2 separate regions of the Mus musculus genome follow, and region 1 is linked to region 2. Evidence: chromatin contacts called from public HiChIP or PLAC-seq data. All regions are on one chromosome and are shown on one strand. Each heading gives the region's core, a stretch centred on a gene start, on an enhancer-like site or on the middle of the called end of the contact. The rest is flanking DNA. Distances are from core to core; before and after follow the strand shown. Region 1 overlaps Stox2 (storkhead box 2). Region 2 overlaps Enpp6 (ectonucleotide pyrophosphatase/phosphodiesterase 6).

Region 1 (3,431 bases), core at 31-2,530, 140 kb before region 2:
GCCAAGGAGAGATCCAGGTCTATGGATAACTCCAAAGGTCCCCTGGGCGCTTCTTCACTCGGGACTCCGGAAGACCTGGCTGAAGGCTGCAGCCAAGATGACCAAACACCGAGCCAATCATACATTGATGACAGTACTTTAAGGCCTGCGCAAACGATTGGTCATCAAAGGGCTCATATTCCTTCTGCCAGCTACAAAGAGGTATGCATTCCAGAAATAGTTGGTGGCAGCAAGGAACCTTCTAGTGCTTGTAGCCTTCTGGAGCCAGGCAAAACCCCTGAGAGTATGCCGTCCTATGGGGAACTCAGCCCTTGCCCGGCTAAAACAGCTGTGGATGACTATTTTCAGTGCAACACCTCGAGTGAGACCGTACTCACAGCACCGTCCCCTTTAGGGAAGAATAAGGAGGACCATGACACTTTGACCTTGGTGGAGGGGGTAAAAAAGCTGTCTCCATCTGAGAGGCAGACCCCCCATTCTTCCAGGGAACCTGTTGGGCACAAGGAGGAGTCACCGAAAGGGCCAGGAGGGGGCCCTGCAGCCTCTGGTGGTGTGGCAGAGGGGTTAGCCAATGGCCGCCTTGTCCAACATCATAGCGCAGAACCCAGCAGCCTGGACAAAAGGAAAGAAATATTCAGCAAAGACACACTGTTCAAACCTCTACACAGCACCCTGTCTGTAAACAGCTATCACAAATCTAGCTTGTCCCTCCTCAAGTCTCACCCAAAGTCACCCGTTGACACACTGCCAGGCCGTTGTGAGAAACTGGAACCTTCCCTTGGGACATCCGCGGCCCAAGCCATGCCTCCATCCCAACGTCAGCAGGAGCCTGGAGGGAACCAGGAGGCTTCTTTTGACTATTACAACGTCTCTGATGACGACGACTCCGAGGAGGGGGCCAACAAAAACGCGGAGGAGGAGAAAAACAGAGATGATGTGGGCACCATGCAGTGGCTCCTGGAGAGGGAGAAGGAAAGAGACTTGCAGAGGAAGTTTGAGAAAAACCTCACCCTCCTCACCCCAAAAGAAACTGATAGCAGCAGCAACCAGAGAGCCACCCACTCAGCCCGGCTGGACAGCATGGATAGCAGCAGCATCACGGTGGACAGTGGATTCAACTCCCCACGGTAGGGAGAGCTGGCCTCCTGTATACACATACACCCGCCAGGGCCCGGGGCTTTATGCCAGAGAGCTGGCTTCACAGTCTGGGACTGTGAACGAGGGCTGTGAGTTGTGTGACCTGTGTTGTTAACAGCCTGTTTTCTAACTTCTTTTTCAGGAATTGAAACCAAAAAAATGTTTCTGCAGCTGTAGAGATCACTAATCTGGACTGGTGGGTTGGTTCCTTCCCTAAAGATTGCATCAGAGTCTGATCTGAGACCAACACATCCCAATGGTTTTCTTCTATTTGTATTGACAACCAGGAGAAGGGATTTTTTTAAGTCCTTCAAAAAAAAAAAAAAAAGTAATGTTCTGAGTATGATGAATATAGTCAGTGCGAGGAAAGTGGTAGAGAGCAGTTTGGTGCCAGGATAATGGCTGCCCCCTTTACTGTGGAGATAGTAGTGGATTTTAGAGTCTTTCCAAAGGATCCAGAAGTTCGATGCCACTTCAATTCCTATGCTGTGCTCCTTGCTTAGATGTCTTCTTCTCCCACCTTTATGTGGACAGAGACGTGGAAGCTTGTTCCTTTCACAAGTTAGGGGCCTCCACTCTTTTAGATCACAACAGCTGCCTGACTTTTATCCCCCCCACCCCCCGCCCCCGACCTGTAGAACTGATACTGAGTGGCCACCGCCCTTTAGTGTCCTGATAGTTCAGCGGTGCTGATAGTTCTGAGTGTATAAAGCCCAATGGTGCCCTCCCATGCATTGCCATTGCTTAGGGGTGACACACACATGCATGCGCACACGCACACGAACACACACACACACACACACACACCCAGATGTCACGCTTCCTGTTTTGCTCCATCACTCTTTCTTCTCATTAAACAGCAACTTGGGATCTAAATCTTGCTTCTGAATCCTGCTCCAGATTGGTGACTCTAAGATGCAGAAATGCTCCTGAGAGATGTATACATCCTCATCTCCGTTTCCCAAGACCTCATACAATTTATAATCACAATAAGTACCCACATTGGTACTTCATTCGTTCATTTGTGTTATTAAGAATTATAATGAACTTAGTCGTGATCATTTCACCCTATTTCCGGGTATCTCGGGGACACATTACCCCAAAGTCAGACGTGGGGAGTTACTATAATGTTAATTCCACAATCAGACATTTGCTATTTCTTAAAGAACCAGCTCTTGATTTGTTATTATTTTGGTCACATAGCCTTGTTTTCCAGGCTAACACATAAATAGACATTCTAACATCTGACAGACATCTATCAGAGTTGGAACTCTGGCAAACTGCTTGGGAGTCCAGGAGTCCAGGTCCGCCCTGGTACCTTAAGGATCCTTGAGAAAAACGCCGGGAGCAGTGACTCTGGTCTTTTTAAAGAAAATATTTTGCTAAATATATTTTTCTCTCCCACATCAGATTTTATTTTCCAATTTTCTCTGTCCTCCTCCACCTGTCTTCCTGTTCTACATTTTTTTTCCTCTCTTGAAAACCCTAGCAGGAGGAAGCAGACCACTGATGGTCTGTGATAAAAGTTAACCAACATTGCTTATGGAAAGCATGGCTTACTTGCCTGTGCCTTTATGTTCACTATTTATCACGTAGACCGCTTTGCTTAGTGCCTTTCTCGCTCGACGCTCAAGCCCTTCACATTGCCCCCTCAGCACCTGGACTTAGGCAGCAAGCAGTGGCACTCCTGAGACTGCTTTGAAGGGGTTGTCGGGAGTGAGGAGGCTCTAACCTAAAGCCTTCTATAGTATTAAAACTTTTGCTTGTTTTGGAGTAAAAAGACATATTCATGAGATAGTTGAACCAGCATCTTCACAGAATATATTATCTATCGTGAAACACAGACTGTGTAACATAGAATTTGTAAGTAGGGTTACTTCTGGAAGGTTAATTTTACTTTCTAAGTAAGATACTTAAAGGTTAAGTGCCTTGTCTCTGTAGAAGGGGAAGTTCATTCTAGAGAGAGAACGTTTCCCCCGCTAACTATGGGTCTGCCTATTAACACCTGACTGGATTCCCTCTCCTGCAACGTGTGGAGCTCCCAAAAACATTAGGCAGAAAACAAATACAAGAATTCCTAATTTTGCCGTTTTATATTAGGACCCTTTGGTTAGAAATGAGGTGACGAGCTTGCTTTCTATATAATTCCCTAGGTTCGCCACGTTACCTTCCAAATGCATGAAAGAGTATAAAAAGAGAATACTGGATTTTAGAGTTTTCAACTGGAGTGGTATTCCAGTGAGAGATCACTGTCATGTGGCTGCTGTGCCATCCCTGTGAGGGGTGTGAATTCG
Region 2 (3,366 bases), core at 748-3,247:
CCCAGTTCTCCGAGAGACCCATGGACTATTCAGAAGAGAGGAAGTAAACTTTCCAAGTTCCATACTCTGTATCATTGTTCACTTGCAAAGAAATAAAAGTTCCTTGTTCTAATGCACTAATGTGCTTTGCACATTTCAAACAAGAGTGTTGAAAGGTAATTTCTCCACGCTCATCTGGTCACAGATCTGTCCTTCAGGCAAATACTTGTTGAAGTCTTTGAAATATAAGTGCTCAGCAAATCATTAGTATGGAAATGCTGATGCTCACATAGTTTCTCCACTGTCTAACAACAGGAAAAGGAGACCTGCAAACCCTGGAGATTTTCTGTCTTCTGTTCACCGTTTCCAAACAGTGTCGCTGTTCACAGTTACAAACCATCAGTACCCCACATACCAATCACTACATAAAACTCTCTGAGACATTTCACCTAGGTCCAGCTCTCTTAGACCTCTTGAGGATTTGCTATTCATCCAAGAAACAAGGAAGAGGGAAAGGAGAGATGTCTCAGTGGGTAAGGATGCTTGCTGGGAGACGGTGACACTTAAAGGTTGCACCTGCCTTTAATCCCAGCACTCTGGAGGCAGAAGCAGGTGGATCTCTGAGTTCGAGGCTAGGCTGGTCTACAGAGCAAGTTTCAGGACAGCCAGAAACATTGTCTTGAAAAACAAAACAAAACAAGAGTCTTTGCTGCTGCTCTTTATAGAGTTTGCTTCACAGAACCTATGTCAGGTGACTCACAACTGCCTACAACTTCGGTCTGTGGCTACATAGGACCTAACTCTCTCTTCTGTCTTCTGCAGATACTTACATCTGCTGTGTACACACACACACACACACACACACACACACACACAATTTCTTAAAACACAAGGAATAATGTTTTGGCTAGAAATTTGGGACACTTACTTTAATGAGTCGAGAGCATCGCTAACTGCATTCGCAAAGTTGATATCTGTTGGGACAGTTTTATATTCTAGGCAGTAAGTTGGTCTGACACCAAGAATCTCAACTTCACAGCCTAACAAGAAAAAAAAGATGGAAAATAGTTATTGTCTCCAATACTTGGATCAGGGCTAAGAACCTATTCCATAAAACATACATCAGTCAAAATATTTTTGTACCTTTTCATAAACTAAAATAAGCTATTCCTGGTAAGTAGTATATTTAATTATAATTCTTCTTCACTACATTAGTGTCTTAAATGCCATTCCAAGGTAATACTGGAGTCTCATGACAGAAATCCCCAAACTGGACAATAGAAACAAGATAAATATTAATTAGTATAACAAAATATTTAACTTTTTCCTGTAGATTTTCCATAAATACCATCTTCTAGTCTAATGTTCCCTTGTCTTCAAGAGACATGTGTTGAGTAGTATCTTGCATCCAGAGAAATATAAAACAAATATTCCCCTATCCTGTAATAAAGAACAACTGAACTTTAGAGTTGTAGCAGCAAGCCAACTTCACTGAGTTAAAGCAAGGGCTTTGAGCTGGCCTTCCCTCTCTCAAAAATAAAAGAATAAAAAACATGGTGTGAATCTGCTCAAGTTTTCTACTGCAGACTCTCAGACCAGCAGAAGTAGTTGTCCTGGAGGAAGAGACAGTAATTCAGAATATGCGAGCAGAGAGCTGCAGAGGGATGAGCCAGTCACAGTTTACATTTGTTAGGCAAATATTTATTGGCATTTACTATGAACTGTTCAGGCAGAGAAAACAACAATGAATCAGCCAGTGTCTCCTTCTCAGAGCAGTCCAGAGTCAGCCAGTGTCTCCTTCTCGAGCAGTCCAGAGTCTAGTCTTATGGGAAAGAGGGAAGCCTGTGTTGTGTGAAGTCTGATGTATGGTGCCCACTTCCTCGATGGTATAGGGATTCCATGAGGAGCAGAATTTTCCTCCTGACAGCCTTGCTTGCATCCCTGTCTATGACACAGTGTGAAAGACACAGCCAGGGCTGTGGGGGATGGAGATAGGGGCTGGGGTAGGGTTGGGTACCAAGACAAAGACATCAATGTGAGCTAAAGTTCAGAGAACTTCTAAACAATGAAAACCATGAAATGCCAGACCAAGAGACTCTGGGAGACCAGATGTGGCTCTTGCCTACAGTTCAGGGAAAATGACTTCTAAGTGGAAGTTAGTAAAAGAGAGGATATAAACTGGGGGTGGGGTGGGGGTGGGGGGGATGGGGGAGGCTGGAGTTTGCCAGGAAGCAGGTAGTCAGGCACGGTTGAGCACATCTGCTGGGTGGTTCCAATTGATGCAGAAGATATCAGAGGGACTCCTAGGAAGACTAACTCATTAGCATAAAAGATATGGACTTCAAAAAAAGGGGTGCTGCATGAATCACTACTAAATCATTAAAAAAAGAAAAAGAAAGCATCAATTTCTTTTTAAAAAACCAAATATCAAAATGCATAAAAAGGAATTGGGATTTAAGAGACAAAACTAAGTAGTTTAGTTTTAAAACAACCGTACACAAAGCCAGAAGGAGCCATGACTCCACCTAGATAGTAATGTGTACTGCTTACCTGTCATGTATATGCACACACAGAAGAATCTTGGTAATGTAACTACAAGACTTTGACATTAATGGAAATTAGTTTGATATACAATGACTAGTCCGTCATGATGACTGGTATCTACAATCCTGTACTGGGAAGCCTGAAGCAGGAGCATCAGGAGTTAAATCAAGTCTTGTCTATTGGCCATACAATATTGGTAGCTAGCCTGAGTTATGTGAAGCTCCGTAGCAAAGATCTAAACAAACCAACAGATAGAATGAACGAGCTATATGGAGAATTGGGGGGTTACTATCAATGGTGTAAATTCAATAGATTTGAATTTCTTATCTTGTGAGCATGGGATGTGAATTTTTAAATACAATTGTTAGGCAAACTGAGCATGTTCTGGTCCATCAATAAAACCTCAATAGTTTTCAAAGAGCAGAGAAGTTTCAAGTACAATTAATATAATCTGACCACAGGTAATAACATTAGGAATTTAATCATAATCGTTAACTAAAAATAAACCTAACCACTTAAAAATCTGAAAGAAAACTGTTATGTAAATTGATGCACAGGGGAAATGAAAACTCCCCTGACAGGCTAGTTATTAACAACAGTGAAAATTCTATACTTCACAACTTCAAGGGACACATTTTCACTTAGGTCAGGGGAAAATAAAGAATGTTTCCCTCACTGCTGTAATGTATGGCTTTTAACATGGTTTTCATTAAATAAGAAATAGAAGCAAGTACATTTAGAAATCAGGATGTATGCCTAAGACTTACTGGATGACAGTACTTTTAAGAACTTTTTGCAGGGCTGAGAGATATATCAGCAAGCAAAGTCCTGCCATACGAGAGT

What was found. HiChIP or PLAC-seq counts read pairs in DNA pulled down with a chosen protein or histone mark.
Region 1: an H3K27ac HiChIP or PLAC-seq map of large pre-B cells shows a contact between it and region 2, with 2.5 times the contacts expected there. The contact joins two enhancer-like sites. A contact is called at or near these places in 2 of 115 datasets of contacts at active chromatin or transcription factors (embryonic stem cells and large pre-B cells) and 2 of 9 other capture datasets (adipose tissue and pancreatic islet).

What each region holds. Positions count from the first base shown.
Region 1 is chr8:47,189,535-47,192,965 of GRCm38.p6, reverse strand. It overlaps Stox2 (storkhead box 2), which reads left to right. Exons shown (of 4, transcript NM_001114311.1): 3 at 1-1,127. Among named protein-coding and RNA genes, the nearest start is that of Gm51569, 16 kb to the right of the region's middle. Within about 2 kb of position 1,280, at least 29 of the 459 cell types and tissues checked have an H3K27ac peak or open chromatin away from gene starts, as enhancers often do.
Region 2 is chr8:47,051,237-47,054,602 of GRCm38.p6, reverse strand. Enpp6 (ectonucleotide pyrophosphatase/phosphodiesterase 6) reads right to left here. Exons shown (of 8, transcript NM_177304.4): 3 at 908-1,019. Among named protein-coding and RNA genes, the nearest start is that of Gm31231, 30 kb to the left of the region's middle. Within about 2 kb of position 1,997, at least 8 of the 459 cell types and tissues checked have an H3K27ac peak or open chromatin away from gene starts, as enhancers often do.